Regions from separate parts of the Zea mays genome. Here region 1 is linked to region 2. The links are chromatin contacts, called in public Hi-C maps. All regions are on one chromosome and are shown on one strand. Each heading gives the region's core, a stretch centred on a gene start, on an enhancer-like site or on the middle of the called end of the contact. The rest is flanking DNA. Distances are from core to core; before and after follow the strand shown.

Region 1 (4,575 bases), core at 1,779-4,278, 170 kb before region 2:
GATTAAGCCTAGAGAAGCCTGACCACACACACAGAGTCGCAAGACCCAATGTTTTCTGAAAATCTGCTTCACAAGGCATTAGACATGTACAGTGTCACATCTTTTTTTTCAGAGAAAATTGATGCAAAAAAGAGTGTACATCGCCTGAATAAAAGTCTCTTGTACAAAGAATCTACTACTACTGGAGGAAAAGATTGCTGGTGAAGGGGGGGGGGGGGGGGGGGGGGGGGGGGGGGAGGAAACCCAGACAGAGAGGTGGGGTTGGGTAGCTAGCTTGCTGTGTAAGCTAGTTGTTTAGCAGCCACCAGACTGTGTACAGTAGCATAAATAACAGAGGATGCTGCGAAACTGACTGATGGCTCCATTATTGTTTCCAAGAACCATGTTCAGTTCTTGCAACCGAAAAAAAAGGACCCATGTTTAAAACAGGTTTGTACCATGGGAAGAGCCCTTTATTCCCGGTGGAAACTCAAAGTTAGACCAACTCCAGCAGACTCCCTCTCCGTATCCCTAAAACGCGCGACCAACACATTCTCTCTCCTCTCCGTATCCGTCTCCGTTTCCAGCAACACTCCCCATCCCACTCCGCATGCAGTCTATGACACCTGGGGCCCGCGAGCAGCCGCGCGCGCACGCAGAGAGCTGCGGAGAGGAGAGAGAAAGCGTGGAAATGGGGAGTGCAGGTACAGGCCGTGCGTTTTACGGAGCCGGATGCGGAGACTGCTGGACTGATGAATAGTGTGCTAGGCTCCGCAAAATAGGGATACGGAGCCGCATGTGGAGTGCTGCTGGAGTTGGTCTTAGCATTAGTACTGCAAGAGGAGAGAACAAATGCCAATCCTTGCTGACTGGTTTCTAATTCAGTCAAGCACCAAATGAGATGATAAAAGACTTAATCAGCTGCAGCAGCTGAGTGGCAATGCGCCACCTTCTCTTCTTCTTTTTTAAAACAAAAGATTTTAAAAAAAAAATTGGGGGGGAACCTTTACTCGACTTTGCATCTAATCCAACATTTTCCACAGCGATTTTTGTTTTCAACATTAGAGAAAAAGGGCAAGGAAATAAGAGAAGACGAGAGAGAGAGGGTAAGTGGTGGCAAATGATGACTCACTGAGTGTAGTAGTAGAAGATGCTGCCGCCATCGGAGATGACAATGACGACGAGGAGGCTGAGGAGGACGAAGAAGGAGATGAGCCTGTAGGCGAGCAGCCACGCCGGGTGGATGTCCCGGAGGCACGGCCGCCACGCCTCGTCGTCGTACAGCACCCCGTGACACCTCTCCTTGCCGCCGTCAGCCGCAGCGCCCGGGGACGACAGGCCCGCGCCCGCGCCGCCGGGACGCCGGTCGGCGCTGGGGCCCTCGTGACGCCAGATTAGGTAGCCCGCGACGGCCATGCAGGCCAGCACCCACAGGCCACAGAGCCCCACCCGCCAGTGCAGCCAGTAGTGCAGGCTCGTGGTGTCGGCCGTGGCCATGGGCTCGTACGACCGCGCCGCCGAGCTTCCGCCTCCTCCTACTCCTCCTCCTACTCCGCCGCCGCCGCCGCCTGTGATGAAACGCATGCCCCCGCCGTTAACTAGGTAGCCGCCTCAGACTCCTGGCGCATGAACCGCGCGGCGCGAGCGAACGCGGCAATGGCTCTACTGCTGCGGCGCGCGGCAAGAACTCGGTGGCTCGGTCCGAGCAATGCGCGCGGACTAAACAGTACACTCTCGAAAGGAGCGAGCTGGGAACAGCGCCGGGACGGGAGGGAGAGGGGGGCTCGTCAGATTCTTGTAGCGGAAGGAGAAGGCAATGCTAGTTGATAGCTGGTAACGAGTAGCGTTGCGGTGAGGACGACAGGCAGGCGACACACGAAACCAACGCCGGCGAGCAGAGGCAGAGCGCACACACACACACACACGGATTGCATGCGGGGGAGACAAGGGAGGAGTGTATCGATGGGCAACGAACAAACAGCCAGCAACGGCCCCGGCCCAGGCCCCCGCCCCCGCCCACGGAAGACGCCAATAAGGCCAGGTCACACTCTCTGCTCACGATTCTCTCGCGGCAACGCAAGCAAGCAAAAGCAACCGCGGCTCCCGCGCGACGGAAACGAACAGACAGGGATCGCCGCGGCAGGCAGCCAGCCGTAGAACAGCGAGCTCCTCCAAGACCACGGAGAGGGAGGGAGGGGGGGCGGTTAAAGATGGGAGAGCGGGGAGAACCGGAGAAGATGCTTGCACGCAAGAGGGGGAATGGGAAAGCTACAAAAGGTAGAGGGGGGGAGGTGAGGGAGGGCAGAGGGGGGGTGGCCTGGGGAATGAGATGCTTTGCTTCTTCCACCTTTCGAGGGAAATCTCTCGCCCTCGGGGAGTTTATATACTCCTCTACATACCGACGGGCGGCGACCATACAAGCAGGGCAGGCATGTGGATGGGGACGCCGTCTCATGATCTTCTTCTCGTGTCGTCGTCTCTCTATCATTTGTTTATCATCTACTCACACACGGTAGGATTAGAATTATAATAATAGTAATCAGAATCTCTCGCTTGCCGCAATCAACCATGCAACAATGTCCCTCTCTCTCTATCTGTCTGTCTGAATTGCACTTCTAGAGTTTGGCTTGTGAGAGGGGTCATGGCCATTGCTCCCGCCGGTGCCAGCTTGCATTGCAATTGCCATTGCCATTGTGGGGGGCAGGGCACAGGCCGGGGCAGTACAGTTACACAGCTACAGCTACAGAGCAGCAGTGGATTGACCAATGGTCAGTGCCTGGGGCCCGTCCCGGCGTCTCTTTCGGCCTGCATTGCGCTGCATAGGGGTGAAAACGGGCGGATACGGACGGATAGTAGCTCATCCTGTATCCTACCCTAATGTATTTAAAACGGATTCGGGATCGGATACGGATAGTTAGAAACGGGACGGATACGGATACAGGGACCGGATATTTATCCGGGCGGATAAGTGACGGATACAAATATTATTTTATCGGATATCGGATACTTGTTGGATAATGCATTAATTGGTTATCATAAAATATTCTTGTTCGATCACGAAATTGCAAGTAAATTAATACTAATAAACATTTAATAGAAGATAATCTCAAGTTCCCACATAAAAATGGTAGAGTGAAGTATTGATTATGTTAAAACTTGGATACTTAGAGTGATTTCACGTGTAACTCACCTAATAAGTGGAAATAAAATAGAAAAAACGTTAACATCCTATGGATTTTATGGTCCCATTCTATTCAAATAAAACCTCAAGTCGCCACATGAAAATGATAAATGAAATATTATATATGTTGAAACGTCGATACATAAAATGATTTTACGTGTAACTCACGCAATAAGTGGGAGTGGAATGGAAGAAACACCAACATATTGTGGATTTTATAATCCAAATGTTTTTTGAGAACTATATGTGGATATATGTTGTGTCCCAGTAAAAATTCATGAATTTTTTAGGCTATTTGGTGTATTATTAATTTCTTGTAGAAAATCATCAAAATACAATTAAATTCATAAAAATATTGTAGTGTCGACCGGAAATTGCGAATAAGTTACCAATATTAATAAATAGTTTATAAAAAGATAATTCTAAGTTTCCACGTGGAGATAATCTTAAGTCCCCACATGAAAATGTTAAAGTCTATTATTTTGATATAAATTTAGACATTATTTCAATGATTTTGGCCTAAAGATATGTTTAAACAAAAATGTGTTGTACTACAAAGTTATAGATCTCTTCGAGCTCTACAATTTTCATATAAACTTTATATTCATCCGATTTCATATGTAAAAGTTATGATTTTATAACTATATTATTATGCAGAAAAAGAAAAAACGGGTACCCGAATTCCGGGTACCCGTATCCGACCCGAATATCCGGGTATTTATCGGGTAGTACCCGTTCCGTATCCGACCCGAATCCGAAGCTGTACTATCCGGGTATTACCCGTATCCGTCCTGAATATAAAAATACCCGTATCCGTATCCGAAAAATGGTCCCGAATCAGTATCCGTATTCGGTACCCGTTTCGGGTACCCTACCCGTTTTCACCCCTAGCGCTGCATGCCTGCATGGTGGCATATTGGCGTGGGAGGGAAGAAGGAGGAGGTGTGTGTTGTGTGACCCCTGGAAGAAGGCTGGAACGGGAACCAAGGCTGCTTTTCCACCCATCAAATCCTCGTCGGCCGCACCAAACAGCAACAGGGCGACGCGACGGCGACGCCAGTCACGACGCCATGCAGGCTGCAGAGGCGACTCGGCAAGCACCGACGACGCGGTCCGTGACCGTGAGGTTTTCAGGCTACAGTGGTGCTTTTCCACGCGAGAAGAGGAAGGAACCGGGAGCGTCTTTTCAAACCCTTCACACACACCGCTGCCGTGGTTTTGCGGTCACTTCCCCCCAGGCCCCAGACCACAGCTGTTCCATGTCACAGGGAAACTCAAGGAGGAGGAAGAAGGGACAGGACAGGAGAGTGTACTGCGCATCTCTGCTGGGAATTGGGAAAAGGGAGGGGGAAAAGTTTACATTTTTTTTGTTTGTTTACTTTTCTTGACTGGATTGTAAACCTGCCTTGACTCAT
Region 2 (4,550 bases), core at 1,897-4,396:
CTAGTAAAATTAGCTAGCTAATTATGGCTAATTTACTAAAAATAGCTAATAGATGAACTATTAGGGCATGTACAGTTGTGTTTAATGTGGAGTCACTTAAGGTGTTTAAGGGAGTTATTTGCAAAAAAATCTTAGAGCCGTCTCTCCGTGAAGAGACGTCTCTGGCTCGTAAACCAAGTAGCAACAGACGCCTCACTTCCCACTGTACGAATTTGTCGTCTGTTCTATCGATCTGATGCTATACAAATACATTTAATTCTGTATTTATTAATAGACTACGTTTATAGACACTTCATTGTACAATAGAGTCTCCTAGTTGTCTCCTGTGCTTGGAGAACCGTTTTGGTGTCTCTCCACTGTACATGCCCTTAGCTATACTGCTTGGACGTCTCCTGTTAAAATTTTAACAGGTAACTATTAGATTTAGTGCATTTAAGCACACCCTAAATACCTTAAACTTAGCAATACCACGATATTTCCAGCCTATTGCTTCGGGAGACTAGGGACGGATCCAGCGGTGGGACGGACGGGGCTCGAGCCCCCTACCACTTCGGATCCAATGGAGCCTCACTACAGCCTCCCATAATCTAAAATGTATATAATATAATGTAGAATGAGCTTTTATACTGCAGCAATTTAGTTTAGTCCCTCCTAAACTTTTTTCTGGCTCCGTCCCTGCTAGACACGAAGGATATCTTGGCTCCCCATAAGCACCCAATCCAATATATCGATAGAAGAAAGAAGACCCTCTTCATATAGATTTTTGAATTCCATATCGAAACTCCGCACGAAATCGAAAATAGACCTGCAGATGATCTCATCAAGCCTCAGTGTGTTAGTTTTTTTCGTCTTTTAGAGTATGGCATTGAAACAAAGCGGGGTAGAAGGCACTCTAAAGGTAAGTGTTCAAATACAAGGGAAATGGTTTTTTTTTTTGCAATTGTGATAAATTGAATTGTAGGTATCTTAAATCGCTATGTTTGGTTTTGGTAATTGAGAGAATTAGTGGTCTACTCTAATGTTGCGTGCGAGGCAAGTTAAATCCACGTCCAATATTGAGCTAGGATGGTAATCATAAAGATGATGGTGATGGTCACAAGTGGTAATTAAGTGCTCAACTTGAAAAATAAGAAAGCGGAAAAAACAAAATGGAAACAAATGACTGTACTATTAAGAGGGGAGCCTAATTGGACTATGATGCACTCGGAGAGTATGCAAAACTATTTATAAAAAAACACTTTCAAAAGGCTAAATTGACTCGAACTTGTTTGCGAAAACATTTGAGAGTTACCGCGCTTGCAAACAGATGATCATGTGCTCTCAGTGTTGCTGCATGTGCTCAGCGTTGCTGTCGAGCACGCACCAGATGTGTCCCTTGTGTTTGCAACGTTTGTTACAATTTGTCCTTTATAGGACTTGGGACATCAAACATACAACGATACAACCAATTATCTTTAATATACGCTTTATTTATATCTAGAACTACAGTTAGATCTCTTATATTTCCATGTAAACTTCAAAATGAGTACTAGCAATCAGTGTTTTAGCTGGCTATATAGCCTTTGGGGAGGTTTGAAGCTAAGAGATGCATCATTTAACGCTAATTGAAATTAGCCGCTAATAGCCTTTATTTGGCCCGCTAAAAACACAATATTAGCTAGATTTAGCGCTGCTAAACTTGTTAGCCTTTTAATGGGATGAACCTTTGGAACATTGAGGACAAAAATAAACTACAGGCAGGCTCTTTACACGTGTTGTTGAATTTGCATGCACGTTGATTTGTTATTAGACATTTGAACTAGTGTTTGAACTATCAAATTCAGATATTGAACATTTGAGCTATAGTTTATGCTCTATCTATGAAGATATGTCATGCATTTTTTTCTCTCTAAAACTGCTAAATGCTGGTTTAGCTCGCAGCTATATATAGCCGGCTATATAGACTTCATATATAGGTGATCTAAAAACTTACTCGCCGCTAAGAGAGCCTTAGCCGGACATTTAAAACATTGCTAGTAATGCATGGTAAATTTCAGCTGAACCCTTTAATTATACCAGAAAAGGTCCCCTGTAACCAGACCATTCGTACCATGCATAGCGTAGCTGGATTGAACTGCAGAGAGATTAATTGATTCAGACTGCTTTTACTGCTACCACGGGCTCACGTCGATTGTAAGCATCCAGATTTGGCTGAGCTGGAGGCCCGTTGATAATTGGTCTACTTCTGCGGGTGCTTGGCTGCTTGCTTGGGGTCTTCTTCTGGGTAAGCAGTGCTGGAATAGGGAATTAGGGGTAGAGATAGAGAGAGAGAGCCGGGATGGCCGGCAAGTTACAGCAAGAACGCATGCTTAGGGTTTAAGCTAAGACTCATATGATTGGGATTCCAGCTGTCGGATCAGCGTCATTATAGAAATAACCCAGTGCTGTTGCTACTGAGGAACAGATCCACGTGCCCATGGACTATGTAATTAACATCACCTTCATGATGATCTTGTACCCATGCCCAAGTGGGTATTGGGTTCGTTTTTTTTTCTTACATATATATATTATAGGTATGAGAAAGGCGAGTCTTCAGTGATTAGGTGTCCAGGAAAGGAATATATGATGCTCGTGGATCAAGATTCTTTTTTCTATGAGGAAAAGACAAAGTAGCCGATTGGCCGCACTAGTTGGCCCTCCATGCCTGGCGTTTGAACCTGCTTCAGTGATTATATGTGTGTGTTTTTTTTTACTTTGCTTTGTAGCGGTTGGAATATTAATTAAATCGACAGCCGCCCAGGAGAACATGCTCTGAAAAGCTGTCGAGGAATATAAACTAAGTTAGGGTCTGTTCGGTTTGGTCTCGATCCTGGATTGGATGTGATTAGATGAGTTTAAATCCTAAGTAATTCAAAATCATCGTGAAGATCTTCACCGAGTGGGTTTAACTAGCTTGGACGGGCAAACATTGCTTGCTTTTGGCCGGCCAGTCATTCAGCTCACTGCTTCCATTATACCTTGCACTTGCAGAACTTCAGAACATCTCCACCTGCCAGGTTAAACCTTTCTGCATCCAAGTGGACTGGACTTCCAGGTGCATCCGAGTGGATCCATTTTGACACGCCAGCGCTCGATCACAGCCGTTGATATAGGATCGAACGGTGCACACCTCGCATCTGATGGAGAACAGCACTGCACAGCGGCTTTCCGACTTTATACTATTACTACCCCGGGGGCTTCCACTCTGATGATGAGGCTTCTGAACAATGATAGGAACCTTCCAGAACCTTCCGCGTCCGCGCCGCTGGCCCCGCCGCGCCTCACTTCTCCTCCACCGCATCTGCACCCGCGCGCCGCGTCATGCCGGCGACGTCGGCCGATGGAACTCTGACATCATGGCGCACTTCCGCGCCGGCAGGGTCGGGGCGGCGCGCCGGGTGTTCGACGAAATGCGCGAGCGGAACGTGTTCACGTGGAACTGCATGGTCTCGGGCCTGGCCAGGAACGGGTTGCTCGCCGACGCGCGCGGGGTGTTCGACGCGATGCCGTCCAGGAACTCCGTCTCGTGGGCTGCGCTGCTGACGGGCTACGCGCGGCGCGGGAGGGTGGCCGAGGCCAGGGACCTGTTCGACCGGATGCCTCACCGGAACGTGGTCTCGTGGAACGCGATGGTGTCGGGCTACCTGCGGAACGGGATGGTCGACAGGGCGCGGGAGCTGTTCGACGCGATGCCGGCGAGGGACGACGTGTCGTGGCTCATGATGGTCTCTGGGTATATGAGGAGGAAGCGTTTCCGTGAAGCGAGGGAGATCTTCGACCGCGCGCCGTCGCCGCCGCCGACTTCAGTATGCAACGCGTTGCTGTCCGGTTACGCGGGGTATGGTTACCTGAAGGATGCGGAGGAGCTGTTTGGTCGGATGCAGAGACCGGACCGTGTTTCTTGGAATGCCATGATCACAGGCTACACCCGGGCTGGGATGATGCAGGTTGCACGGAGACTGTTTGATGAGATGCCCGGAAAGGATACTGTATCATGGACAGCCATTGTGCGTGGGTATTTACAGAACGGAGATGTTGATGCTGCGTGGGAGGTGTTCCAGGACATGCCTGACCGTGATGTCCTTGCTTGGAACACAATGATGGGTGGTTTTGTGGTGAGTGATAGGTTGGATGATGCGTTAAGGTTGTTTGCTGACATGCCTGATAGAGATCTGGTGTCATGGAATACAATCTTACAAGGATACATCCAACAAGGGGACATGGATAGTGCAACTACATGGTTTAGGAGCATGCTAGAGAAAGACGAGACATCATGGAACACAGTGATCTCTGGGTACAAAGATGAAGGAGCACTTAGTTTGCTGTCCGAAATGACTCGAGGAGGATATAGACCGGACCAGGCCACTTGGAGCGTGGTTATTTCTGTCTGCGCCTCCCTTGCTGCTCTCGGCTGTGGAAGAATGGTGCACATTTGCACGATCAAAACCGGCTTCGAGCATGATGCTTTGGTGATGAGCTCATTGATCTCTATGTACTCCAAGTGTGGGCTAATTACTGAAGCTTCCCAGGTT

Evidence for each region. Hi-C and Micro-C count contacts between places; a contact is called where the count stands out from the background.
Region 1: a contact with region 2 is called in a Hi-C map of ear, with 2.2 times the contacts expected there. The contact joins the promoter of LOC103626567 here to the enhancer-like site in region 2. A contact is called at or near these places in 3 of 25 Hi-C or Micro-C datasets (ear, leaf and tassel).

Annotation. Positions count from the first base shown.
Region 1 is chr5:76,549,331-76,553,905 of Zm-B73-REFERENCE-NAM-5.0, reverse strand. It overlaps LOC103626567, which reads right to left and starts at 3,028. Exons shown (of 8, transcript XM_008646982.3): 1 at 1,112-3,028. The coding sequence starts at 1,563.
Region 2 is chr5:76,375,412-76,379,961 of Zm-B73-REFERENCE-NAM-5.0, reverse strand. No RefSeq gene overlaps it. Among protein-coding and RNA genes, the nearest start is that of MIR168a, 4.3 kb to the left of the region's middle. Within about 2 kb of position 3,146, at least 19 of the 20 cell types and tissues checked have an H3K27ac peak or open chromatin away from gene starts, as enhancers often do. A contact at or near this core is called in ear, leaf and tassel, where this site is marked.